7 separate regions of the Mus musculus genome follow, and all the other regions are linked to region 6. A link is a contact called in public HiChIP or PLAC-seq, Micro-C and promoter capture Hi-C data. All regions are on one chromosome and are shown on one strand. Each heading gives the region's core, a stretch centred on a gene start, on an enhancer-like site or on the middle of the called end of the contact. The rest is flanking DNA. Distances are from core to core; before and after follow the strand shown.

What was found. Promoter capture Hi-C pulls out the DNA fragments that hold promoters and counts their contacts. A called contact is a pair of places that touch in the nucleus more often than the background predicts. HiChIP or PLAC-seq counts read pairs in DNA pulled down with a chosen protein or histone mark.
Region 1: a contact with region 6 is called in a Micro-C map of embryonic stem cells, with 7 times the contacts expected there. The contact joins the promoter of Smad6 here to the promoter of Rab11a in region 6. A contact is called at or near these places in 1 of 484 Hi-C or Micro-C datasets (embryonic stem cells) and 4 of 115 datasets of contacts at active chromatin or transcription factors (bone marrow-derived macrophages, embryonic stem cells and pancreatic cancer cells).
Region 2: a promoter capture Hi-C map of neural stem cells shows a contact between it and region 6. The contact joins the promoter of Lctl here to the promoter of Rab11a in region 6. A contact is called at or near these places in 5 of 39 promoter capture datasets (the C10 cell line, hippocampal neurons, liver and 1 more) and 2 of 115 datasets of contacts at active chromatin or transcription factors (embryonic midbrain and embryonic stem cells).
Region 3: a contact with region 6 is called in a promoter capture Hi-C map of erythroid cells, with 17 times the contacts expected there. The contact joins the promoter of 1700055C04Rik here to the promoter of Rab11a in region 6. A contact is called at or near these places in 4 of 39 promoter capture datasets (erythroid cells, liver and stem cell-derived epiblast-like cells).
Region 4: a promoter capture Hi-C map of erythroid cells shows a contact between it and region 6, with 21 times the contacts expected there. The contact joins the promoter of Clpx here to the promoter of Rab11a in region 6. A contact is called at or near these places in 2 of 39 promoter capture datasets (erythroid cells and pre-B cells), 3 of 115 datasets of contacts at active chromatin or transcription factors (bone marrow-derived macrophages, memory CD8 T cells and pancreatic cancer cells) and 2 of 9 other capture datasets (adipose tissue and liver).
Region 5: a promoter capture Hi-C map of erythroid cells shows a contact between it and region 6, with 4 times the contacts expected there. The contact joins the promoter of Spg21 here to the promoter of Rab11a in region 6. A contact is called at or near these places in 1 of 39 promoter capture datasets (erythroid cells), 1 of 115 datasets of contacts at active chromatin or transcription factors (bone marrow-derived macrophages) and 2 of 9 other capture datasets (liver and pancreatic islet).
Region 7: a contact with region 6 is called in a FOXA1 HiChIP or PLAC-seq map of pancreatic cancer cells. The contact joins the enhancer-like site here to the promoter of Rab11a in region 6. A contact is called at or near these places in 5 of 39 promoter capture datasets (the C10 cell line, HPC-7-derived erythroid cells, frontonasal cranial neural crest and 2 more), 5 of 115 datasets of contacts at active chromatin or transcription factors (bone marrow-derived macrophages, embryonic hindbrain, large pre-B cells and 2 more) and 1 of 9 other capture datasets (macrophages).

What each region holds. Positions count from the first base shown.
Region 1 is chr9:64,019,976-64,023,456 of GRCm38.p6, forward strand. It overlaps Smad6 (SMAD family member 6), which reads right to left and starts at 2,084. Exons shown (of 4, transcript NM_008542.3): 1 at 230-2,084. The coding sequence starts at 1,049.
Region 2 is chr9:64,115,024-64,118,791 of GRCm38.p6, forward strand. It overlaps Lctl (lactase-like), which reads left to right and starts at 2,124. Exons shown (of 14, transcript NM_145835.2): 1 at 2,124-2,277; 2 at 2,592-2,825; 3 at 3,757-3,768. The coding sequence starts at 2,711.
Region 3 is chr9:64,039,245-64,043,214 of GRCm38.p6, forward strand. It overlaps 1700055C04Rik (RIKEN cDNA 1700055C04 gene), which reads right to left and starts at 2,221. Exons shown (of 3, transcript NR_040726.1): 1 at 2,063-2,221.
Region 4 is chr9:65,292,510-65,296,463 of GRCm38.p6, forward strand. Clpx (caseinolytic mitochondrial matrix peptidase chaperone subunit) reads left to right here and starts at 1,751. Exons shown (of 14, transcript NM_011802.3): 1 at 1,751-2,056. The coding sequence starts at 1,978. It also overlaps the pseudogene Gm16218.
Region 5 is chr9:65,459,602-65,463,241 of GRCm38.p6, forward strand. It overlaps Spg21 (SPG21, maspardin), which reads left to right and starts at 1,336. Exons shown (of 9, transcript NM_138584.2): 1 at 1,336-1,553.
Region 6 is chr9:64,735,820-64,739,520 of GRCm38.p6, forward strand. It overlaps Rab11a (RAB11A, member RAS oncogene family), which reads right to left and starts at 1,937. Exons shown (of 5, transcript NM_017382.5): 1 at 1,765-1,937. The coding sequence starts at 1,804. It overlaps n-TQctg9 (a tRNA gene), which reads left to right and starts at 2,227; the gene lies at 2,227-2,298.
Region 7 is chr9:64,200,717-64,204,634 of GRCm38.p6, forward strand. Map2k1 (mitogen-activated protein kinase kinase 1) reads right to left here. Exons shown (of 11, transcript NM_008927.4): 5 at 3,715-3,766. Among named protein-coding and RNA genes, the nearest start is that of Snapc5, 23 kb to the left of the region's middle. Within about 2 kb of position 1,820, at least 62 of the 459 cell types and tissues checked have an H3K27ac peak or open chromatin away from gene starts, as enhancers often do. A contact at or near this core is called in bone marrow-derived macrophages and pancreatic cancer cells, where this site is marked.

The DNA.
Region 1 (3,481 bases), core at 834-3,333, 720 kb before region 6:
CGAACGTGTCCCTTTCTCACTTCGCCGGCGCCACAAAATAAAGTTACCATCTGAAACTGCAGACATCTAGCCCTCAACTTTCCTCAATCCCCTGCAGGCTCCCAGTACCGGGGGAGGGGGGCGGTCGGGAGGGGGGGAGCATCCCTAGTGTATCCAACAAAGAGATTGGGAAAGGGAAAGGGAACAGGACGGTAGAGTCGGAGGTCGAGGCGACCCTGCGCACGCTCACCTGGCCCGCAGAGCCGGCTGAAGTGGTAGGGGTTGCAACACACCGTGGGCCCGTCGGCGGCGGCGGTAAAGCTGTGGCAGCCGCACAGGGGTTTCAGCTCCACTGCGTGCTGCAGGTCTGGCCAGCGGAAGAGGCGGCCGAGCAGCAGCTGCGGTGGCGCGGGCTGGCCGCCCAAGCGGAGGTCGGCGCGCGGCACCAGCACGCAGCCGCCCGGTACGCCGCCTCGGGACTCCACAGCCTCCAACAGCGTGTCCAGCGAACGCTCCTTGAGCCTCTTGAGCAGCGAGTACGTGACCGTCTTGAGCTCCTGCTCCAGAAGCAGCAGTCGCGAGCGGGCTTCGCGACTCCGAGGCCCGCCGCCCTCCTCCGGCTCCGGGGACTGTCTGGCTTGGGGATCGCCAGAGTCCCGGGGCGCGCCTGCTGCGTCCCGTTCGGAGAAGAGACAGCAGGTCACCGTCTCGCAGTCACTCTCAGGCAGCCAGCCTGGGCCTCCAGGCTCCGCCACATCCAGCGGGGAGCCCCCAGCCCCGGCCCCCGACTCCGACACGGGCCTCGGGAGGCCCCCTGTGCGCCGGCGCCTGCCCGCGATCGCGGCGCCTCGCGGTCCCACCGCGTCCCGGGGCCGCCGCGGGGCTACCGAGCGGACTTCGGAGCGGCTGCAGCCTCCGCCCTCTCGTGCCCGCGGGGCAGGCTCAGCTCGGCTGCCCAGGCTCCCATCCTCGTCGACACCACCGCCGCCGCCGCTGCCTTCCTCCCGATCAGGGACCACACGACTTCGCCAAAGTCGCCGCACCAGCCCCGAACGTTTAGACCTGAACATACGATACCCTTTGGCGCCTGGGGTGGTGGGAGGGGAGGCGGTCTCCGGTTACCGGGGGTCCGTTCCCTCAACGAGGCGCCGGCTGAGCGGGCCGCAGCCCCACATGAAGCTCTGCCGCGGGGCGCCGTGCAGACCGCGCACAGCCTGTCGTCGAAGGGGCACCGCAGGGCTGCAACATGAGGGAGCTCGCGCCGGGCCAAGCCGGGCCGGGCCGGGCCGGGAACACGCGCGTGTTGAGCCTCAGTCCGCGAGGGACCAGCGGGCTACATGGATCACGATGGGCCGGGACCGCTCAACTCCAGCTGCTTTGGAGCCTTAGGGAAGCCACCAGCGAAACGATGCTAGAGACACCCTGCATGGGCCGGCGAGCCTTCAAAAGTTGCGCGGCTGGTACACGAGCACAAAGCGCTTGCGTCGTGCCCCCAAATGTGTCTGCACAACTCTGCCTTCAAAAGCCAAGCTATGCTACATGGGCTTTCCCTGCAGGATCCGAAACTAAGGCTTGTGGATAACTCCCATATCCCTGCAACAAAATAAAAATAGAAATAAAAGCAAAGCAAGAAAAAGGTCCCAAACAAAACTCAAAATGCTTGGATTTTGCACGCACGAAAAGCAATTCCGTCTCAGGTCCCGGGCGCTCGGTGCACTTGGGGCAAGTCTCTCCTGAACGCGGGTGTCAACACATGAGTGGAAGCCGGAAAAAAAAAATCCCAAAGAGCTGCTAGGAATCCTTAATTAAAAATGCAATCCACCGAAGCAGAGGTCGCAGCCCGCCCCACGCTGCGCTGGGTCGCTTCGGGCGCCGCGGCTGCCGAGGTCGCCCCCCCCCCCCTTCACCAAAGTGCCTCCTGGTGGCCCCGCGGTCCCAGCGAGGTTTGGCGAGGCAGCGCCCGGCGGCTCTTTCTCTGGACTCAGCTCCCTCGCTCGTTCCCCCTCTCGGCGCTCTCTCTCTTTTTTGTTCTCCTCAAACGCACACTGAGGGCCCCCGGAGGAGCGCCGCGGAGTCATTGGCTGCCTCCCATCATATGCCAGTCTAGACACTTTGGCGGCTCCGCGGCGCTGATTGTTGCGCAAACAAGGTTTCAAGTTTCTTAACTCTTAAAGGAGAACACGTCCCATTGCTGAGCCCGAGGCTCCGAGGGGGCTGGTTCCCGGGGCGGGCCGAACGCGGGCCCCCGCCCCTCGCCCGCCCCAGCACCCCCGCCCCGAGGCTGACAGTGCCCGCGACTCACTCTCAAGCTCACGTCGTGCCTTGGGCACGGATACCAGCCGTCCCGCACACGCGCTAACAAACACTCACACCCTGATGCCCAGCTCTGCTGGGTGAACCCACCGCGACCCGGACTCCGAGGCGGCCCTTTGCCTCTCTCTGGCTTGTGCCCAAACTTGCAAACGCGCATAGCACTTTAGAGTCAGTCCAAACCCCCAGCCTCAGCGCGGGCTAATAAAAATGGGCGTGTGTGTGCGCCTTCCTGCCCTCCGTCTCTGGGGAGTTGGGGGGCGGCGGCGAAGTTGGGATAGCGGGTTTCTTCCGTGTCCTATGAAGGCTCCACGCACCCCCTGCCCAAAATTAGGGGTCTCTCCGCCTAGGCTACACTGGGGGGCGGGTGATCGAGGGAGCTCCAGGATAGCCCGAGGTGGGGACTTGGACAGGGTGGGGTAGAGGCAGGAGTGCTCTTGGATGGCTCCTCCTGGTCGCCCCGGCTCTCCCTCCTGGCGTCCTAGGCTCCTCTCAAGGCCAGGCGCTTTCTTCTCCCTTCGAGGATTTACCTTATGCCCCTTCGAGAGTGATAGAGGGGCGTGCTTTCCCCAGTTATGTTTCACTATAAAAACGGGGGCAAGTTGGGGACAGACTTGGGGACCCGGCATGGGAAGGGTTAAGGCCGCTCCTGCCCTGGAGCCGGCGCGGCGGGGTACCTCCTCGGGCGTGCTTGCTAGTCCGAGGGTGGCAAAAGTTCAAGCTTGTAAAGTCAGGATTGGCCCCGCGCGGAGGGGAAAAAAGGCCTGGTTCCCCCTCCCCCTCCCGGGCGTGGCGCCGATTGGCCCAGCCGCAGGGCCGGCCCCGCCCTCCCCTGGCGCGCCGCGGCCCCACCCCCGGCGCAGCACCACGCCCCTTTCCGGGCAGGAGCGGGGCCCCGAGCTCAATGAAAGAAATTCCGCTACTCTCATTGGCCTGGGGCTTGACGCCGCACCCCGCGGGAGGCGGAGTGGGGAGGATGGGGCGCGGACTTGTGATCCCCTTTAGGATACCTGTGCTCTGGACTGCTGTAGCGAAGGTGGTGTGCAAGTCCAGGAACGGGTCTGGAAGTGCGCTGGGGGAAGGGTCGTGTGTGTAGGAAAGATACAGACTACTTCCCTGAGTCTTACCTGGAGCCAGGTACTCCAGTGCTGCAGGGCCGATTGTCACACCCACCCTTCACTATTTTGGCCAA
Region 2 (3,768 bases), core at 874-3,373, 620 kb before region 6:
GGGGTACCACAGAAATAGCCCATGGGGGCTATGGTCACTAGGAGAGATGCCCAACGGCCCTCTCAGTTGTGAACATGACCTGAGCTGGCATTGCAGGAATAATACAAGGAAAGAGAAGAAGTCCTAGCCCACCAGGTCCCCAAACACACCTGGGAGCCTGAAGATTCAGTCTCAGCCCCCAACTGGACCCCTTAGTGTGCAGGTATCTACCTTGCTGTTGTCTCTGGACACCAACCAGAGGGAGGGCCTGAAGGACTGCAGTCAATGGGGTGGAGTGGACCTGAAGGCTAGAGGTCATGTCTAGGAGGGACTACCTCAAAACAGCTGTTTTGGGCTAGAGGAATATCTCTGTGGTTAAGAGCACTGGCTGCTTTTCCAGAGGACCTGGGATCAATTCCCAACACCCACATGGCAGCTAACAACTGTCTATAACTCAATTTCTAAGGTATCTGACATCCTCACATAGACATACATGCAGGCAAAACACCAATGCATGTAAAACATAAACCATTGCTGGGCGTGGTGGCACACACCTTTAATCCCAGCACTTGGGAGGCAGAGGCAGGTGGAGCTCTGAGTTCGAGGCCAGCTTGGTCTACAAACTGAGTTCCAGGACAGCCAAGGCTACACAGAGAAACCCTGTCTCGAAAAACCAAAAAAACAAAATAAAACAAAACAAAACAAACATAAACCATTAAAAAACGATTTAATAAAAGCAGAGCTGAGGGGGAGGGTATAGGGAACTTTTGGGATAGCGTTTGAAACGTAAATGAAGAAAATATCTAATAAAAACTTGTTTTTGGAAAAAAAAAAAGAAGAAGAAGGCAAAGCTGTTGCAACTCCCTCACTCAGACACTAGAACTAAATAAAGCAATCTGTGAAGGTTGTGGTTGTCCACCCAGTCAGTGTCTCAGTGACGTGTTGGTGAGACAGAACACCTAAGGGGGGCGGGAAGGAGCAGGAAGTGGCTGGCCTCGGGCATCTGCAGTCAGGAAGCAGAGATGGGATGGTGTTGCCCACATTCACTTCGGGTCTTCTGACACTGACCCTATATAGGTAATTCCTAACAGACACAGCCAAAGATTAGTCTCCATGTTGACTCTAAGAACTATCAAGTTGACAAGATTAACTAATCCACAGTGTTAGCCACTTTTTAAGTTTTTCGAGACAGGGTTTCTCTGTGTAGCCCTGGCTGTCCTGGAACTCACTCAGTAGACCAGGCTGGCCTCGAACTCAGAAATCCGCCTGCCTCTGCCTCCCAAGTGCTGGGATTAAAGGTGTGCACCACCACTGCCTGCCAGTGTTAGCCATTTTTATGGCAATTGTAAAATTCCGTTTTGCCCCACACTGTTGAGTGTTGACTTCTCTGACTCTAGGGATCTTGGGTGGAGGGGCAGGCATACCTCTGTACCCCAGGGGAGCAGGGCTCTGAGAGGAGGCAGGGACAAGTTCACTGGTAACATGGAATTGCAGGCTGGAGGGCTGGGGATAGGCAGCTCTAGGGACTTCCCGAAGGTGGAGGAGGTGGCCTAGGGAACACTTGGAGAATGGATAGAAAAAGCCCAACCACAATGGGGGAAGGCCTGAGGCTGAGAGAGACGCATTCGGGGAGGCAAAGGAGGCTTCAGGCTGAGTGGATTATCAGGAGGGGAGGCGCCTCTGATGGAGGCTCTTTGCTAACAGAGCTGCTTTGGGATGGAACCAGGTGGGAGAATTGACTCACACAGTTTCACAGATAGCAATGGCAGAATGAGAAGCTGAGGAAAAGATGAGAAATCTGAGGAGAGGAGGCTTATGTGGAAAACCCAACATCACCTTCTTGAGAGATCCCCCCCCCCCCCCGTGGCAGCAAGAAAGGTACACTGAAACATTATCACCCCAAGTCCCAAGTGGTCCCAAGTCCACACCCCCTCCTCAGGATGCCCAGGACTGTGCTGAAGGTTACATGTGAGGCCCAGAGGGAGCTGGGAGGACGAGGTCACCTCCCCCGATGCCGCCCTTCTTCCTTGGGAAGGAGCCAGCTGGATGCCCAGGCCCAGTGCCAGGCTACTGCTGACTCCATTGCTTTTGGTCAGCTCAGCATTCTGGCCTGTGCCCTCCCTGTGGAATTACTGAGACTCTTTGTTGGTGTCAGGCCACAGATCACACCCCTGACTAGAGGATTCCATGCCTGTAGGTTCTGCTTTGGTGGGGAGTGTGGGGCCCAGGAGTCATTCAGAGAGACTGGTAACTGACAACAGTGGCCCTGGGGGTGTCGAGGGCTGAACACCATCTTGGGTAAGCTGGTGGGCTTAATCAGAAAGGGGTTCCCAGTGGGAAGAGATCTCTTTCTGACAGCTAAGGACAGAGGGCCCTAGATAGGGAGAGCACCCCATACAGGCTACACAGTTGGGAGGTAAGAGGCTGAGGGGTGCTCTAGGTTTTGGGGTTCCCCCAGCAGACTGGCACTTTCTGAGGCAGAAGTAGGTTCCCCACTAGATAGGAGCTACTTGAGAGGTGTGGGCTGCATCATTCCAACACACCATGATCAGAATGGGAACCAGTTTGAAGTTGGGCCCATTGGCTCAGCTTCTGCACATTGTTTAATGCAGGGTCCCACACACAGCTGCTGTGTGCCCAAGCAAGCCGCTCTGTGGCCCCTTTCCTTTCCCTCCTGGCCTGTGTCCCTGAGCTGACAGGGGCTCTTAGGCATGGAGGAAGGTGAGGTGTCATGAAGCCAGTGTGGGTCATCATCCTTGGGTGGATCCTGCTGGTGCCCAGGGTAGGGACTGCCTGGAGAGGACCCCCAGAAGAGGCATCCTTCTACTATGGAACCTTTCCACCCGGTATGTCCATTCCTCCACTATTCTGTCCTTAGACTGTCTGTCTGTCTATCCATTTGTCAGTCTCTATTGGTCTTCCTACCTTGGCTGACTTGCCAAGGAATTGGAATTGGATGCTCTGGCTTCCTGTCTCATAGGATGGGGAAAACATCCACGTGAATGTTCTAGAAGGAAATTCCCTGGTAGAAAGATGGAAGTCCAGGGTGGGAGGATTGTCTGTCCATCCCTGTGTCTGTGCAATGCTGAGAATCCAACTTAAAGTCTTGGCCATGCTAGGCAAGTACTTTGGTATTGAGCTATATCCCCAACCCAGAAACTTTTTAAAAGTTACTAGAATTAGAATTCATCAGTTAAGAATGTTTATTTTAGGACTGGAGAGATGGCTTAGCACTTAAGAGCACTGACAGCTCTTCTGAAGGTCCTGAGTTCAAATCCCAGCACATGGTGGCTCACAACCATGGTGGAGATCTGATACCCTCTTCTGGTGTGTCTGAAGACAGCTACAGAGTACTTACATATAACAATAAATCTTTTTTAAAAATGCTTACTGCTCCTATACAGGCGTGGGGTTCAGTTCCCAGCACCCACATCCATCTGGTAACTCATAACTGCCTGGATTTCCAACTCCACGGGATCCTCTTCTGGCCTCTTCAGACACCTGTATTCACCAGCCGTCCTACCCAACACCCCCCACAAATTGATAAAAAATAAAAATCTAAAGCAAGCTATTAATATCTACAGACAATGGATGCTAATTAGAGCTGTAATTGCACACAAAAATGTTTTTAATTCTGTATCTTCCCTCTCCCTGTCCCCTACATTCCTATTCCAGGGAGCTGGGGCAGGGCACCCTGAGCCTGGCCACCATAGAGTTCCCAATGTAGGTGAAGTTGGAGTGGTGGTCCAGGGCCTGGTGTGGGATCTCTCTCTACAGGCTTCTCCTGGG
Region 3 (3,970 bases), core at 971-3,470, 700 kb before region 6:
TGCTACCACTGAGCAGGGCATCCTGGGTGGTATAAGAAAGCAGGTAGGCCAGGGCTATACAGAGAAACCCTGTCTCGAATAACCAAAAAAAAGAAAAAAGAAAGAAAGAAAGAAAGAAAGAAAGAAAGAAAGAAAGAAAGAAAGAAAGCAAGCAAGCAGGTAGGGCAGGCCATGGAGAGTTCACTGCATTCTTCTACTTCCTCTACTTCTGTTTCTGCCTCAAGTTCCTTCCCTTACTTCCCTGACCATGGACTGTGACAACGAAGTATAGCCAAATAAACCCTTTCTTCCCCAGTTGCTTATACAGCAATAGAATGCAAACTAATGAAACTGGTTAGAGTCCAGGATGTGAAATTAGATGTCCTGGCCCCAGCTGGGCCCTCCTACCTGGATGACTTTAATATACCAAGCTTTGCCTTCATCTGTGGAAGGAGATGATGCTTACACTAACACAAACCAAGCGCCAGGCACACAGACAGGTCCCAGGGATTTAGTTCTGACTAAGCTTCTTTGTCTCTGCTCATCTCAACAGTCGAGGATGCCTAACAGACCTCTAATGGAGAGAAGGATACGGACAGAACAGGATACCAAGTGAGTGACCTCATTTGGAAAGTCAGGAACTAAGCCAGGTGAGGTTGCACATGCCTCTTGTGCTGCCTCTCAGCACCCAGGAGGCAGAGGCAGGAGGATCTCCTGATTTTGAGATCAGCCTGGTCTACAGAGCAAGTTACAGGACAGTCAGGGCTACACAGAGAAAACTGTGTAGAAAAGAACTGTGTGTGTGTGTGTGTGTGTGTGTGTGTGTGTGTGTGTGTGTGTGTATACTTCCATAGACTCCCTGCTGGATGTTGAGAGTTCTCTGCATCTTCTCCCAAGGTTCTCAGTTCTCTGTGGCACCCCCTCCCGACTCCACTCTCTCTGGCTGGGCTTCCTCCCTTTTCTTTTCTCACTAAAATGATATAACAGCATGGACTAGTGCCAGCCTGGGCTACTTCTTCACCAGGATGCAGCTCTCGGGTCTTCTCCAAAGCTGTAGCCAGCTCCCCACCTGGGCCTTCTGATTGAGCTATCCTCAGCCCTTCCCTGACCCTACTCATCAATGATCCTCCAGGAAAAGCCAGCAAGGGAAGGAGGGGAGAAAGAGAGAGAGAGACAGGAACAGGGACTGGAAGAGAGCTCTGTAGCCCTTTTGGTACCTAAAGTATCAGCCAACAGCAGCCAATGCAGCACACTGTGTGTTAGAAATGTACAGCCCATGCTCAGTGGAAGACAGTAAGTAACTGGGCACAGTATTGCTAGGAGCTGTGGGAAGAAGAGTTATTGAGGCCATGTCGAAAGATGTCTGTCCGTCCAGGCTTGGTCCTGGGCTAGAGCAGGTGGTAAAAAACCAGCTGTGGCAGGAGTGTGCAACCTCTCCCTAGGCCAGGCTCCAAACCTACAAATGTTTGGCCAAAGCAGGTTACACAAAAATCCAATTCTAGACTGAAAAGATGGTGAGGGAGACACCAGCTCTTGCCAGGAAGAGGCTCAGCCATTACCAAGGGCACAGACCCTACTGGAGAAATCTGTCCATTTCTTTATTTCTGCAAAGAGACACACAGTTTTCCCCTGTTCCTGATAACTCTGTCCTGGAGTGTCAGGATATGGAGGCTCCTTTGATCCTTCCCAGCTACCCTGCCTGCCTTGGCCTCTGCCTGTTGCCAGCCTGCTGGTGTTCAAAGCTTAATGCCCCTGCTTCCTTTTCTTTCACTGTGGTGACAAATTAAAAAGACAGTGTCTTTACTGCAATCCCAATCCATTTCCTCCCAGTTCTGAGAGTCTGAAATGCACGGGTATCCTTGGGCTCAAATCTAAGTGTAGCCAGAGCTGCCCACCTATTCTTTAACACTACATTGTATCTACTTATTTGGAGTAAGCCTTCCATGACATAACATGCATGTGTGTGTGTGTGGGGGGGGGGGGGTTGTCAAAGGACAACTTGCCAGAGCCAGTTGTCTCCTTTCCCCTTGTAGGTGTGGGGAACTGAACTGTGTTTGTCAGGCTTGGCTGCAAGTGCCCTCACCTGCCGAACTGTCTCAGCAGCCCAACTCTGGGCTTTTGAGGAAGCTTGAGGGGAGAAAGAATTCACCCACTTGCCCTGTCCAACTTCTAGCGGTGGCCTGCCTTGCCTGGCTCGTGTCTCCTCCACAGTGGCCGGTAGAATATCAGTCACACGCCTTCTGACTGTCCTTCTGACGGGGTTCTGACTGTTGCACCTAGGATGGCTCTTGTGACTTCAAGCCTCCCTATGATCCAGGACAATCTCTCTGTGACAGAGTCAGCTGATTAACAACCCAGATCCACCCTACCTTTATTCTCCCTGACTGTGTTACCTTACATATCCCCAGGTTTCAGGGACTCAGTCTTTGGGCCATCATTCAGCCAAACTCCCATCTCCTCCTCACCCCTAGGTCCTTGTGAATGATGTCCACGGGCACATTTATAGGGCATTTACTGTATGCCTTGCCAGAACCCCTCACCCAACTTCTCTCTAAAGTTCTCTAAACAACCATCCTGTCTGTGCATGCCTTGGGGGGAGCTTCCCATATTGAGATCTCATTTTATAAACTCAGAGGCTAAGTCGCTCCCCAAGGCTTCACAGAGAGCACGTGCTGGATATTGAGCTGGTCCTGGCAGTGTATGCCTGTCATCCCAGTTACTCAAGAGTCTGAGGCAAGAGGATAGCAAGTTCAAAGTCAGCCTGCCTAGAAAGTTTGGTGAGACTAGTTAATATTGATTATCAGCGTGACAGAATCTAGAGCAGCGGTCCTCAGCCTTCCTAATGCTGTATGACCCTTTCATACAGTTGCTCACGCTGTGGTGACCCCGAAGCATAAAGTTATTTTCACTGCTACTTCATAACTGTCATTTTGCGACTGCTATGAATTGTAATGTAATAATCTAATATGTGAACCCCACAGGTTGAGAACCCCTGCTCTAGAATCCTGTAGGAGTCAAACCTCTGGTTACACCTGGGAGGGAGTTTCTCGAGTGGGTTCACTGAGGTGGGAAGCCTCATACTAACCGTGAGCTGAACCATTCCATGTGCAGGAGTCCCTGAACTCAGTAGAAGGAAGTGTAGCTGAGCACATTCCACCTCTCTCTGCTTCCAGACTGTGGGTACCACGTGACCACCTGCCTCAGCGGCCAGGTCTTCTCTGCCATGATGGAGTGCACCCTCAGCACCTCCAGACCGAGCCGAAGCGAACCCTTCCCAAAGTAGCTCTTGTCAGACATTTGGTCTCAGCAACAAGAAAAGCAGCTAATACATGAGATTCAGTCCCCAAATAAGCACAAAGAAAGCTGGATGTAGTTCAGTGGCAGTCGGTCCACGGACGACCCTGGGGTCTTCAGCCAGCAGCGTTCAAAAGGGGGTGGGGGAGGGGCTGGATAGTAAATCTAAATTCAAATCCACCCAACTCAAAAGCCAGGGTCTCAACCGCTCACTCCACCTCCCTTGAAGCCACCACTCCTCTGTTTTCCATCGCTGAGTGATGGGTCTCTCTTAACAGGTGCCTTCCTGAAGTTTCCACTTAGAGCCACCTCTCCACTGGCTCTGCAAAGACAACCCGCCTGCTCCTTACCAGATAGATCCTCACCCAGAGCACACACACCCCCCCCCCCCTAACTGCGCGTTGCTGAGACTTTTTTTACCCTGGAGCTGGAGGTACAACCAGCAACATCTACCCCAGTCACAAACCAAAATTCCATTCTACCAGTGTTGCCTTGGGGAAGTAGTTAGGCTTACTTCCGAGAACATTCGGGAGCCAAGGTGACCTTAAAACAGCCACATTGTAAGGGCAGCACCCAGCAGGGCTGATGGCTTCCCTATGGAGGTAGAGACAGATGGAGTCACTTCCTTGGTTGTTCACTGGCTATAAACACTAGCCCTGCCCAGAGAGCCTAGGGCTACACAGGTAATTAGGATGGA
Region 4 (3,954 bases), core at 501-3,000, 560 kb after region 6:
CCCAAGTGCTGGGATTAAAGGCATGTACCACCATCACCTGGCTTTGCTGCTTGTCTTTTTAAAAAATATTTTTAGAACTGGAGATATGACTCAGCATTTAAGAGCACGTTGCTCTTGCAGAGGTACCAGGTTCCCATCACCCACATGGTGATTCACAGCCATGATTAACCCTAGGTCCAGGGGATTCAACAGGCACACTTGTGATGCACTCACATTCATGCAGGCAAAATGTTCCTATGCATGAAGCAAAGATTTTTAAAAAATGTGTGTGAAGCCGGGAGTGGTGGAACACGCCTTTAATCCCAGCACTTGGGAGGCAGAGGCAGGCGGATTTCTGAGTTCGAGGCCAGCCTGGTCTACAGAGTGAGTTCTAGGACAGCCAGGGCTACACAGAGAAACCCTGTCTCGAAAAAACAAAAACAAAAAAACCCATAACTTCTCTTTTTGGGCGGGAGAAGCCAGAGACAGCCCTCTTGGTTTGCTCACAGCATCCATGGAGGGAGAGCTTCTGAGAGAGTCTAAGAACACAGTTGGAAAGCAACATACTGAGAGGACTTGAGTCTCTCCTCACAACTGTATTCCTGGATGCAGCTGAAGAAGGAGTGGGTCTTAGTGAAGAAAGACAAGAATTCTCTTTCATCTCTGAAACTTTACCATGAGGTGTTACCACGAGTCAGCTCTCTAAGAAAGAACCCTGTAGTAGTATGAACCACCTGGAATTCCCCTTCTGTGAGCTAGACCCGGGGAACTGGAAGTCACTTTTCTGGCTGGAGATTGACGCTGGTTAATGTAAGTGAACTGGTGTTGATCCTGGCTTAATTCTCTTTCCTCACAGTTTCTGTCTAAAGGTTCCAGCAGGGTGTGGTACAACTCGGTAGTCTCATCTAGAGGTGGGAGCACAGGCATCAGATGTTCAGAGCCATTTTCAGCTACAGAACAAGTTCCAGGCCACCTAGCAATTTGGCGGCTAGAGTTGATGATATATATATAATTACTCTGGCATAAATTCCAAACCAAACCCAAATAAAACCCATATGGTGTTAGAGGCAGTACTCTTAAATTCGAGGTCAGCCTGGTCTACAGAGGGAGTTCTTGGACAGCCAAGGTTACACAGACAAACCCTCGCTCAGAAAACCAAAACAAAAATCCACACAGGCAACTAGCCCCGACTGAAAACTTTATCATCACAAAGCTTGAAAGAGCAAGGAAAGCTAGCTCTATCCAGCTTGTTGCTCGGAGTGGGAGTGGGATTAGGAGACCATTTCCATGCTGCAAATGAAACGAAACAGCGAACATAAAGGAAGCCAGGATATAGAGTCCATGAAGGAAGGAACTTGCCGAAGTGCAAGCGCCTGGTAGTTACTGTCTGTTTATAATTATTATGTGGGATTATGGTCTTTACCACTGAATTACATTCTTAGTTTTCGGATCACTTAAAAAAGATCCTCACCTTTTTGCGCTTTTATTTCCCCTGCTCCTAAGAAGCGTAGGGTCAACTCCCGACACGGCGCGTGTCTCTTTGGGTCTAAAACTTTTTAACATCCGAATAAAGAGACTTCCCGAGAAATTAGGCGACCGCAAAATTTTGGGTTCGCCGCTTGCCGTAGCGCGCTCATTGGTGCCCAGGTTACCGCCCCATTCTCTGGAATCACGTTAGTCTCCACGCATGCGCAGCGTAAACTCACGCCTCCTCCTGGGTCTAGGACGCAAGCGCGCGCACGCTCCCCGGCCGGGGTGGGCGGGGAATGGGGGAGAGTAGGGAGGGAGGGGAGGAGGGGAGGAGCCTACTCCGGTGAGTAGAAGGCGGTGGGACGCTGGGATCGTCCAGGCCTGGCTGCCTGGTGGGGAAAACGCTGCGCCAGCATAGAACCGACGGAAGGGAGCGGAGCCAGTCAGCGGAACACTCGCGCGACACGATCGGGTCGCTGAGCCCCCTCGATCCTCAGGGCGCGAAGCCCTGGCCTAGGCCCCGCGGAGATGTCCAGTTGCGGCGCTTGTACCTGCGGCGCTGCGGCCGCCCGGCTTCTCACCACTTCGCTCACCTCCGCGCAGAGAGGTAACGAAGTAGTCCCGAGCCGGTGCCCGCTCTGGGCTCTCGGCGAGTGAACCTGTGGGGATCCCGGGGGGAGAGGAGGGCTTGAAGGCTGCGAGGCGCTACGAGCCTCTGGAGTACCTGGCTGTCGGATTGGAAGGAAACCCGGTGGGCTATCGCTGGCCTGTGAGCTCTCGGGCCTTCGGAGTTTGGGGGCTGGAATGAGGCCATCTCGCCTCAACTCAGGGAGAACAACCGAGTGCGACGCAACACTCGTTAAAAGTGTCCCCCGTGCAGCCCTTCTTGGGGCCTGTCACTTTTGGGGAGTCTGTGCCCGGTTGTCGGGCTAGTCGCCTGGACCGGCAGCGCAAGGGTGTCACTGACATTGTGCGGTCTCGGGGACGACAAGACGTAAACACAGCTCGCTGGCCTTCCAGATATTTGGGAAACTTGGGGTCCCAAGATATTTGGGAAACTTGGGGTCCCAAGAAAGCAGCGGGGAGGTGGGGCGAAAACGACCGCTGGAATTCCTGAAATACTTAAATTTAGCAACAGTCATTCGCCCGCTTCCCCAGCTTGACAGCTGGGATCAGCCTCTAAGAGTGGAGTGGCTCTTGTTTACTTTGCTTCTCTATTCATCAGGACCTGTGACAGAGTGCACACCTGCCAAGAGATTCCGGGAATGAAACCCGTTTTTCTTTCCCACAAGTCTATGCATATCAGATTGTAAGGCTAGGTCTTGTTAGGCTCTGAACTTACAGATGTCTTTTCATGACGATCCTTGGATCAATAAAAGCAGTTTTCCTTTTTTTTTTTTTTTTGACTAATTCTAAAATCATCATTGTCTACTAACTGTATAATTGGCAGTTTATAATACACATGAAATGGAGTAACATAGGCGGAAGCATTTAGTATTGACACGTAAGTGTAAGATTTAGTCTTAAAACATTGCCACACCTCAAGTAGGTGTCCCAGTTCCAGAGGTTTGATTTGTAAACACTGGAAAGAAACATAATTTTAATGTATTGTTTGACCTACATTCGTTGAGGGCTTAAGGTATTACAGTTTGGTACTAGGGGTATTAAATTCATCATGTTTAAATTTGGTTGACAACAGCATTAAAAAGGGTACGTGTTTTAGACAGGAGGAGTTCTTGATAAGATTTAGTCAAAGAATTCTAGCTTCAGCCCGGAGGTTATAGCACATGACTTTAGTTCCGGCAGTCTTTAGGCAGGGGCAAGCCAGGTCTCTGGAACTCTGTACACCAGTCTTGGCCTTGGATTCAGATTAAAGGCCTGTGCCACCACGCCCAGCTGATGTATATATTTTTTAAATGGACTTGACAAATGGGTTAGAAAGATAGCTCAGCAAATAAAAGTATTTGCTGCCCAGTCTGACAACCTGACTTCAACCCTGGGCCTATAAGGTAGAAAGAGAGATAGAGTCCTGTAAGTAGTAAAGAGCGGACAGACAGACTTTTTGTTTGTTTGTTTGTTTGTTTCAAGGCAGGGTTTCTCTGTGTAGCCCTGGCTGTCCTGGAACTCACTCTGTAGACCAGGCTGGCCTCTGCCTCCCAAGTGCTGGGACTAAAGGCGTGCGCCACCACTGCCAAGCTAGATTATTTGTAAAGTTTTGTAGATCCTTAGTTCAAAATGAAGAATCCAGGTAGGATCTGGGACTCAAGGCCAACATCAGCTGCATAGAGAGTTCACATTAGTCTGGATGACATGAAAACCTGTCTCAGAAAACAAAAAGTTAGGTATGGTGTTGGCTCATGCTAATAACCTCCACACTTTGGAGGGTTGCCATGGTATTTAAGCCAGTCTGTGCTATAAAGTGAGAGCTTATCACCCAAAAGAAAAAAAATCATTTAAATATGTTATATATAATATATATACATATATATATTAAAAGCTGAATAA
Region 5 (3,640 bases), core at 86-2,585, 720 kb after region 6:
TGGTGTTTGTCTAAGTTCTAGACTGGAACCTAAGACTCCTGAGCCATAGATCAGTGTTTGGTTGTTTTGTGGTTTTGTTTTTGTTTTTTTGAGTCATTGTTTTCGTCTGTGCTCTCTAGGCCTGGAGAGATGGTTTGGTGGTTAACAAACTTACTGCTCTTCCAGAGGACCAAAGCTGAGTTCCTAGTACCCAGTCAGGCTTGATCCATCTTAATCATCTGCAGTTCCAGCTCCAGGGGGTCCAAAGCTGGCCTCAGCAGGCATCAACACACACACGTACACACACACACACACACACGCACACACACACGTACAGGCACACGCACACACACACACGCACACGTACATGCACAGGCACAGGGACACGCACACACACACACACACACGTGGGGGCTGAGAGATTGCTCAGAGGTTAAGAATACATATTACTTTTACACCCGTGTTAGGCAACTCACAAACACTTGTAATGCCAGCTCTAGGATCCTCCTCTGCCCTCCTTATAAACTACACTCATGTGCACCATATATTCTCTCTCCCACAAACACACACACGATTAAAAGTAATAATAATAAAAAATATTTTTAAAAGTCCCTAAAACATTAGGATCTTGCTTTAGGAACCTTACAAATTTTCAAACAAGATTGACAGGTCACTCAATATTATTATGCATTATTTCAGAGCAAAGCTGTAAGCTAACTGAAAGGTGTTGTGGCATCTGCCACATCTCTCGTAAGAACAGTGACTAGACTGTGCCTGACAGAAGAGGGCAAACCAGCGCTGAGTATACCCCCTCAACATCAGCACAAAGCCATAAAAGGAGACAAGGCTTTGAAAGGAGGTCAGAGGACAGCGTCTATACAAAAGGTAAAAACAATTTTGCTGAGAAAGCATATGCAGTTGGGAGGCTGAAGGGGAATGGGACATGGGAGGCAGAGACTAAGGGAGGGTGATGATCCAAATTCTTTATATAGGTATCAAAATGTCCTAATTAAGCCATTGTAATGAACTGATATATACTAATGTTTTAAAAAGACTATGTCAAGGCCTATTCACCAAAGCTATGGACCAAAAGTGTCTCCCCACCAAAGCATGAAGACGCCTAAAAACCGAAGTCAGAAGCACATCCCCGGGGCCTACAGCCTAGATTTTTCACTTCCTCCTCCATGCTCCTGTCAGAAGTGACCAAGAACTGACCCTTATCCACCACCAGCCTCCACAGCCTCTAGGACACCGCAAATCTCAGAACAGGGCCTCCCTTGCCAGCCCCGTCGCCATAGTAACCACCAGAGCCCCGCCCCTTCCTCGCCATCTGGTCCCGCCTCCTCGGAACCCGGAAGCGGGAGGCGCGCCCGGGGAGCTCGCAGTACCAAAGCTGGGAGGCGGTGGCCTCTGGCTGCTCGGCCGCGCGCCCCCTCTGCCCGCTGCTCCCGCGGGGCTCCTGATCTGCGGCCGCCGGTCCAGTCCGCGCCCCGCCGACTCCATCCTCTGCGCCCAAATCGGGGCGAAGATCCGTCTAGGCTGGAAAGAAAGGGACGCGGGAGCGGCCACGGCAGGTGAGGGGCAGGCCCTGGAAAGCAAGAGTGTGGGTGTGTGGTGCGTGTAGGGTTGTAGGTGGGCGTGTATCGAGCATGCGTGACTTACGAGCAGAGTTCACGAGTGGGCAGGTCCTTGTGACCATGCACGTGATCCATATCTCTGTGTGTGCGTGTGGTGCGCTCTCGCGGGCGCCTGTGTGTGTCCGATTGTGCCTGTGGGTCTGTCTAAGGTTCAGCCTCGGTTCATTGCGGATTGTTGTTGTTTCTGAACTGGTGGAACCCAGGGCGGCCCCTATGGCGATTGGTGCCCAAAATCCTTAGTCAGACATCCTCATTTTCTTGAGCCACCCATCCTGGGGCAGAAATTCAGGAGCATTTTGGTTTCAGTCAACTTTTAAGGGCTGCGAGTAGAGTTGTTTTAAAGATCCTACCTCAGACTAGGTGTGAGGCCTGTGAAAGAGTCATGAAGAGTGTAGCAGGGCGAGAGAAACCCCCCCCCCCTTTTTTCTTCTTTTCCCAGGGAGTTAGAAGTTAGGGGCTGATGTTGTTTTGTCTCCATCTGCAGTGGTCTAGCTTCTCTTTTTGCAAGGATTCTGCACATTGGGAAGCCGTCTAATAGCTGTGTATGAGTTTTCAAAAAGATTTTACACCAGAACCTTGAAACGAGTGGTCAGAGAGAAAGATGTGCGGGCAGCGTCTCCTCTCATGATATTTAGAGAGAAGTGGATAGGTTCCTGGAGAAAGGATAAATCTTACCTGAAGAAATCTCCAAAAAGATGGCTATTTAATACATATAGGTGTGGTGAAGGATGAAGATGTGTAGTGAACAGCCCGCCGCAGGGCCTTAGGTGTAGTTCAGTGGTAAAAGCCCATGGTGAGCGTTCCCCAACACCGAGAACCATAGTTATGTCACCTAGAGGCTCTCTAGTTCTAATAACCTTTTTAATTGGTTGTATTAACAACCACAGATTGTCCCTATATAAGACACCTATACATTGAGATAAAGGACCAGCAATATGTGACTGACCGTGTGTTAAACATTTGTAGAGGCGATTTCCTCAGCTATGAACTGCAGGTTCTGTTGAAACTCTGAAGGCCAAGTACATGCTCTCTCACAACTAGCCAACTTACTGTCCAGCAACGCAAGGTCCAAGAAGAGCTGGGGAGCCTTAGCATCCTGGCCAGCGGGAGGAGGGGTTTCCTTGATAAAGCTTATCTCTGCCTCTTTCCTCACCAGCCTGAACAGGTGCTTCTGTTTTTTGTAAAGAACAGAGTCACGAGAAAGCAAATCTGTCCTGAACACACTGCCCATGTTTCTTTTCATCCTGACCAGTTTGGTCACAGTCTCAGCTAACTTTCTGGGCCACAGATTTTTTTTTTTTTTTTTTTTTTTTTTTTTTTTTAAGAATGTTTCTCTTGTGACTTGGAAAAGCATCCGGCTTAAGTGGATGAAAGAGAGCTAGAACAAACTTTCCTTTTCATACCCTTCACAGCTGCTTTAGCTTTGCAGCAGGTTTTTTTTTTTTTTTTTCTTCCTAGCCGTCAGCTGGTCCTACGCAACATTTGGCAACATTTGGTAACTGTCTCACCTTTCCTCACCACCCAACCAGCACAAGTGTTAGAATCACCTGTCCTTGCAAAAGTGTCCTCACAGCTGTGTAGGAACTCTTATGCATCAAGATTAGTTACAATGTGGTCAGTACTGAGCTGCTTGTGAGTTATACTGAAGACCCGGTAAGGACTACCCTTCGGCCACTGTGGGAAAGAAGTAGGTAGCTCATTTGTGTGCCTGCCTGTGTGCTTGTACCTAGTTTGGTTTGTGAGTGGCATCTTATTAAAACTGTGGATAATTTTTTTTTTTTTTGTAAGTTGGTCGATCCTAGAAGTAAACTTTAACAAGTTGATTGATGTTTTAGCTTTGTGTGTTTGAGACAGGGTCTTACTATTACTGCATAGCTCTGGCTGGCCTGGAACTCACTATGTAGACCAGGATGGCCTTGAACTCCCAGAGAGCTAGCTGTCCGCCCCTGAGGGCTAGGATTAAAGATGTGTGCCATCACACCTGGCTGTTTAGCCTGTCTTTAATATTCCCTCCTGCAGACATT
Region 6 (3,701 bases), core at 687-3,186:
GGATTTAGGTAATTTCAAATAATCTCAAATGCCTTAAATAAACATCCTAGGTCTCCTATTTGTTTTTATTTTTTTTTAATTTTATCTTATTTTATTTTATTTTTTGAGACAGGGACTCACTATGTAACCTGGTTATCCTGGAACTCACTCTGTAGACCAGGCTGGACTGGAACTGCCTGCCTCTTCCTCCCAAATGCCGGGATTTTAAAAGCCTATACCGCCAAGGCCTGCTTTCCTAGTAGTATTTTTAAGGTTTGGTGCCTTCTTATCTATACATTACTTTCCAATATGGTAGTAAGGGTAACACTGAAGGTACTTACTCTATAAATAGAATATTCGGAGTAACTTTTGATAAGGGTGTACTAGCAGCTAATATGTCAAGACTTGTAAAGAATTTGGAAATGTTTCCTGCTTCTTCACTTAGTCCAATCACTCTTAGCACCCAATGGCAAAGCCAGGAACACTCACCATGCTTAACACTCTTGAAACTCCACCCTCCCCAGAAAAGCTTTAAAAGCAAGGGCTTCTTCCTCACTGGCAATGATCTTTGTTCAACAAATTACTGATGGCTGCCCTTCTAATTCAGGAGCAGAGCAAGGCTACGAAAGTGAGAGCGCATTCATGAACAAAAAAAGCGTTCACTGTACTCTCTCGTCACTGAGAACTGTATCCTTTCACTTCAGCTTCTTCGCGGACTCAACCCATAAGCAAGTCTCTATTTACATTCTTCCCTGTTCTGTCCACCGGCTCCACATTTCCCCCCATCCTGTAATAAATTCTTGATTTCACTAAAAGGGCACGCTAGCACTATAACCCTCTCTCACTGTTTGGGAAAGGTATGTGACCAACCAGGGTTCTTCCCTTCCTGTCGGATCCTCCCAGTATTGCAGCAGGAAGCAACCAGTCCACAGTGATAAGCTCGCTAGTATTTGTGCAGCGCACAACCTTTCCTGTTCGGGAACTGGGCCTTCAGGTCTGGCAGGGATAACAGCCACCACCCATCCGCAGCCCCTTCTCGAAAGCCAAGTAAAAGGAGTTATCCCGGTCTGGTTGTAGCTAGGCAGGGACAGAGATGAAAAGGGGGGGAAAAAAAAAAAAAAAGAAAAACGCGAGGTGGGAAGTCATCTGCTTGCCTGGACACTGCGACAAGTGCATGAACGCCAGGAGTGATGGACAGCCCCTCTTGCCCTCCCCTTCTCTCCCTCCCACCAGCCAGGTCGCTCCGGAGTGCTAAACATTAGTTGCCCGTCTGTGGGGAGGGAGGGGACAGTCCGCGGGTACTGACCTCGAGGTCTGCGGGGATGGGGGTGGGGGCCCGGGGACGGGCGAATCTGGCCGAAGCCCAGGAAAAGGCTCACGAGGAGGGAAGGGAAGAAAAGGGAAACGAACAGAAAAGAGAAAAAGCAACACCCCCGCCCCCCGAGCCAGTGGGTGTCCCGATATGGGTGCTCAGCCCAGGCAGGGGCCTGTCAGAGGGGGGACGTGAGACGAGCAGCAGCATCCAAGAGGAGGGGCTCGAGACGCCCAGGGAAGGAACTGCACGGCCGTGAGGGACGCAGCCATCGGGGAGGACATACAGAGAGGGGCGCCGCGGCTCGTCAGGCCTCCCAAGGGCGCGGGAACCCGGACGAGCGGCGGGACCCCCGACGGGGCGGCAGGAAGGAAGCGCCGAGGCGGACTCCGACCAGGGCAGGGCTGGCCCTGCGCGGGTCCCCCGGGAGTGTCTCGGGCCCCAAATGGGCTCTCGCTGGCCCACGGCCTCACCTTTAAAGAGGTAGTCGTACTCGTCGTCGCGGGTGCCCATGGCGCGGCCGAGGAGCTGAGGGGCGGGAGCGGCGGTGGCAACGGCGGCGGGACCAGGGGGCGTCGCTGCAGGGGTAACCCGAGCGAGCGAGGAGCTTCAGCTGCCGGACCCGGTGACGAGCCCCGCCCTGTATGCGTCACTTCCGGAAGGCCCCAGCCCCTCGCAGAAAGTACTTCCGGAGAGATGGCACCCCGCCCATAAGCTAGGCAGGGTGGAATGCGCAGGAGTGGACACCACATTCTCACCCGGCTTTGGGAAGGCATACAGGAAAAACAATCCTAAAATGGTCCTTGGAGCCTTTGGCTTGTTCTTCTCCCCAATCATTCAGAGAAGCGAAGTGTAAATCTTTTAGTATCTGGCTTCCGGTTGGGGGCGGAGTTTTGTCAGCATTAGAGACCCGAAGGCACTGCTGCCTCCGTGCTGGTTCCATGGTGTAATGGTTAGCACTCTGGACTCTGAATCCAGCGATCCGAGTTCAAATCTCGGTGGAACCTGCTCCCTTTTCTTCATACTTTTAACTCATATTGATTGTATTCTTTAGCTCATATTGAATAATAGAATAACCTTGTTATATCTGCTCTTGGATTGAACCACAGGTAGCCTTTACCTATGAAGACTACACTAATCAATCTTGTCAATTCAGTAGTATCTGATCTTCATGGAGACCTATTGAACTCTTTGGTTTTTCTTAGCCTTGGAGAAAGTTTGTTACTTGATTCCTTTTGCTGGAATTTTATACCCTCAGCTTCAGTTAAGGATAGGCACTCCTCACCCACTCAATCTCTCCACAAATCTATTGCACTATCTCCAGATGTCATTAAGAGAACTTCGCCCACCCTTTCTCATAAAGATTCAAGATCTTGAGTCCTATTTTCTGGCCTTCGAGCTAAGCCCGATTAAATAAATTTTAACACAAGAAGAATGGCAATTCCCATGTTAGCAAATATCAGTGTTAAGACTCAAGAAATTTGCCACAGCATCTCCTAATAATTTTGTTCTTGTTGTTTGAGGTGGTTTCACTCCCCCTCTGTACCCCAGAATATAGCTCAGGCTGGCCCTGCTGTCCTCCTCTGCCCCTTCCCACCTCCACCTCCGTCCACACAGAGGCATAGTCATCTAATAATTCCTGGGAAACAGATGTTTGTCATTCAGCCTACAGATGGAATTCAAATTGCTAATCAACTGACCTTAAGCAGAGATGTTATTTTTTTATTATCTGAATAAGCTCAGGGTTGTCCTTAAGGTCTTTCCAAAGTTGGAAGGAGGATTGTCAGCAGGGACGAGATGTTCTTCCAGACAGCCACCAGCAAGTCTGAGGAGTTCCCTTATCTATTAGGGACCTGGATTCGGAGAAAAACTGATTCTTGACTTTGCTGCAGCAAAACATTTCAGGATGAACCAATATGTGAGACAATCAGACTTTATTAGAAGAGATTTTTAATATAGATTCTAAGCTATATACTTAAGAGGAAGTGAGGGTCTCAGAAAGAAAGGTGTGGCCAAGAACATGTCTGGGAGTGCCTCAGAGAGGACTAGAGTTTCTGAGGAATCCAAGATCACAGGGCGGCTCCTACTTGGTGAGTAGAAACTTAACTGATGGGGTAACATCCAAGGTCACAAAGAAAGGTTGCAGGGGAACCTGGGGTGTTTTTCCTGTAAGCAAAGCTCTAGCCTTGTTTATGAGATGGGGAAAAGGGTGGCCACACTTAACCATCAAGGCTTCGTCCTTAAGGATAGTTCATTGCTGTTTTAACACTCTCTCTGATACATGTCATGTTTTAAAGGCTGTCACTAGGCCAGGTGTGGTTACACATGCTTTAAATCCTACTTGGGAGGAAGAGGTAAATGCCTCTGTGAGTTCAAGGCCAGCCAGGGTTACAAAACAGGAAAAACATAG
Region 7 (3,918 bases), core at 570-3,069, 540 kb before region 6:
AAGAAACACTTAAGAGAGACTGACAATTTAAGGACAGTTTTAGTCCTCGCTTACTCTAGATCCATAGAGAGAGTAACCAGTAACCATGTGCTCATCACTACCTTCAACTGCAGCTCACTTTCTGCCAATCATGCTCCTAAAATCCTAGCCCTTTACTGATAGGGTGAAAGGAAACCCACTGTCTCAATGCAAATCCCAACCCTTTGCATCATCCACCCATCAGTCTTTAATCTGACTCACTATGGTCTCACTTCTCCAAGTTGGACCAGAACCTCTGTGAAGGCAGCAACCACATAGCAGTCTAGGACCATACGTTTGTATTTGGTTTTAAGGGGGGATGGGGGCAATAACACATGACAAAGTGTTCTTAGCCCTGACTGGGACTGGCCTGGAACTTGCAATGTAAAGCAGGCTGGTTCAAACTCAGAGATCTGCCTGTCTCTGACTCCACAATGCTAGGGTTAATGTTCTTTTATTAAGTACCATCACCTTGGTGCTATTAGAGATTTACTGGCCAGTTTCATCTGATCCTGGGTTGTCCCAAGAAATGGAAGAGGTAAGACAGATAAATTACCTACAGTTTTGCTAGGATCACTCAAAGGGGTAGAGTTGGAAGGAACTTTCCATGAAGTTTTACCTGCAACCAGGATGCTGGGGAAAGACATGTTTGGAAAAACTCCAAAGAGTTGCTGTAGCCACCTCTGAGTGGCGGTGCTGTATGGAGCCAGTCAGCATTTACTTCCAGCAAGAAAACCAGCTGTTCCCATATAGAAGACAATCCCACAACAGAAGCCTCTAATTAACATGGTTCCTAGCCTCAGGCTGAGAATGACTCTACTGTTGCTCCTCCACGGTGTCAGGTCTCATGAGCTGCCTTCCCTCTTGATTTGGTAGTAGTTAATAGGACCACCTTTAGAGTAATAACCAGGTAATGAGACTTCCATAGCAAACCAATCTCTTTGGGCATGAGACTCCTCTCTGAGTGTTACCGCTAACAGACTGGCAATCAGGGCCCCAGGGTTGCTAGTAGGTCACTGCTCTCCATGACCAGCAGGTTCAATCACAGCTCCCCTCCCCCCAACCCCCAACCCACAGCTATAATGTGACACTGATTCCAAAAGGACCAAAGTCAAGTCCTCCTGACACCACCCCTCCAGCTAGTACCTGCCCTCCGCTCCTAGGGGCTTCTCAGAAAACCTATTACTTCTCTCTCATGTCTCCTCCTGCCATTCATGGTGCTCCCCCTCCCTCCCTCCCTCTCCCCCCCCCTTCTCTAGTATTCTGTGTTACTGGGCTATGGCAACCCCTAAAGAACTGCTCTCCGCCAGGCAGTGGTGGCAAGTGCCTTTAATCCCAGCACTTGGGAGGCAGAGGCAAGTGGATTTCTGAATTAGAGGCCAGCCTGGTCTACAGAGTGAGTTCTAGGACAGCCAGGGATATACAGAGAAACCCTGTCTCAAAAAAGCAAAAAAAAAAAAAAGAGCTGTAAAGCTGTCATTCTTCAAGAACCCACAGAAACAAGCTGAGAGCCACGGTTGGTGCTTACCTTCTCCAAGGCAATTAATCCTTCCTTCTCTTAACTTGGGTCAGGAACCTTTTTCCCCCATTAATTAATTTATTATATTTCCTTTACATTCAGACTGACCACAGCTTCCCTTCCCTCCTCTCCTTCCAGGCCCACTTCTCTGCCCCCTCCCTGCCCCTATCTCCCCCTCTGCCTTTCTCTTCAGAAAAGAGAAGGCCTCCTATGGATGTCAACACACTTCAGGGCCTCAACAGGAAGCTTTTGTAGTAAAGAACTGGAGAGTAAATATTTTAGGATGAGTCATTTCTTTCACAAGAGACTGTTTGAAAATACCAATACAGCCACAAAGCAGTCACAGAGAACACTTAAGCAAGTAAGTGTGGCTGTGTTCTAACAGGACTTTATTTATAGACATTAAGCTCATTGTTTGTTTGAGGCAGAGTCTCTCCAATAGCCCTAGGTGTTCTGAACTTGCTATATAGACTAGGCTGGCCTTGAACTCATAGAGCTCTACCTGCCCCTGCCTCCCCAGGGCTACGATTAAAGGCATGTGCCACCATACCTGGCCAGGGATGTTAAAATTTGAATTGCACACAACTATCACATGTCACCAAGCTTTGAAAATCATCCTTAGCTTGCAGAACATACAAATCTAAAGAAAGCAGGCACAATGTGGCCTATAAGCTATCTGCTCACTCCTGTTTTGACCATCTGTTAGGAATTACTGGGTATTTGTTTGTTTGTTTGTTTGTATTTTTGACTCAAGGCTTAGTCACTTTGCCATGGAAACCCTTTTACTTCCTTTTGTCCAAAATCCTGGGAATTGAGCCCAGCCTTACCCATGCTACAACATGCTCTAGTACTGTGCTCCACCCTACATTCCATTTGCTTGCTTTCAACATCCATTCCTTCTCCTCAACAATTATTAACAAATTTCCTCATTACTATAATCTTCTTCTGAAACACCAAATAGTTTTGCTTGGGTATCAATCTATGTGACCAGCCACAAGCACATTAATGCCCTGGCACAACAGGCCTAATTGAAAGCCCATCAGAGGCCCAGCACTGGTGTGGACAGGGGAGAGAAGGTGAAGCTTTCCTGGGATTGAGCACATGCAGAACCTGCTGTGTAAGTGGCTGGTGAGGTCTATGCTGCCCTCACTAAAGAGAATCTGCCTGAAAAGAAAGCCTTACAAAAAGAGGTGCTTCAGGGCAACCAGAGCTGCACAGAGAAACCCTGTCTCAAAAAACAAGCAAGGCTGGGAAGACGGCTCAGTGGTTAAGAGCACTGACTGCTCTTTCAGAGGTCCTGAGTTCAAATCCCACATGGTGGCTCACAACCATCTGGAATGGGATCTGACGCCCTCTTCTGGTGTGTCTGAAGACAGCTCTGGTATACTCATACATAAAATAGATAATTCTTTTAAAACAATAAAACAAAGACTATATCAGCAAATGTACATGATGTGTATGCCTTTAATCACAGCATTTAGGAGGCAGTGGCAGGCGGGTCTGAGTTCTCAGGCCAAGCTGGTCTACATAGTTAGTTCCAGGTCTGCCAGGGCTAAATAATAAGATCCTTGTCTCACAATAAAGGATATGTTAGTAATAGAACACTTTATACAGGATCACTCTATATTGCTCTGGCTGCTTTAAACGCACAGAGATACACCTACCCATGCCTCCCAAGGCACCCACCACTATGCCCTGTTTAGTAAAGGGCTTTCATTCCAAAACAAAACTAAACACTTTTTTTTTTTTTTTTTTGGTTTTTTGAGACAGGGTTTCTCTGTGTAGCCCTGGTTGTCCTGGAACTCACTCTGTAGACCAGGCTGACCTTGAACTCAGAAATTCTCCTGCCTCTGCCTCCTAAGTGCTGGGATTAAAGGCGTGAACCACCACTGCCCGGCTAAACACATTTTATTATTTTTTTAAAAGATTTATTTATTATTATAATTAAGTACACTGTGGCTGTCTTCAGACACACCAGAAGAGAGTGTCAGATCTCATTACGGATGGTTGTGAGCCACCATGTGGTTGCTGGGATTTGAACTCAGGACCTTCGGAAGAGCAGTCAGTGCTCTTAACCGCTGAGCCATCTCTCCAGCCCCTAAACACATTTTAAAAAGATGTGAAACCTCCAGATTTCAACTGTAATTCAGAATGAAACACCTGGCAATCCTTCTCACCTCTGTGCATAATCTTGTGCTTCTCCCGAAGATAGGTCAGGCCTTTTATCACCTGGAGGAGAGGAAAATTAAAAAAAAAGGAAACTGAAATGGGACTGGCTTAGAAAAACAATGGCTCTTCTTAAACATTTCCACCAACAACTTATCTGTCTATTAAGCAACAACATCACTTTATAGTTCTATAAAGCACTACTGTTAGCCTAA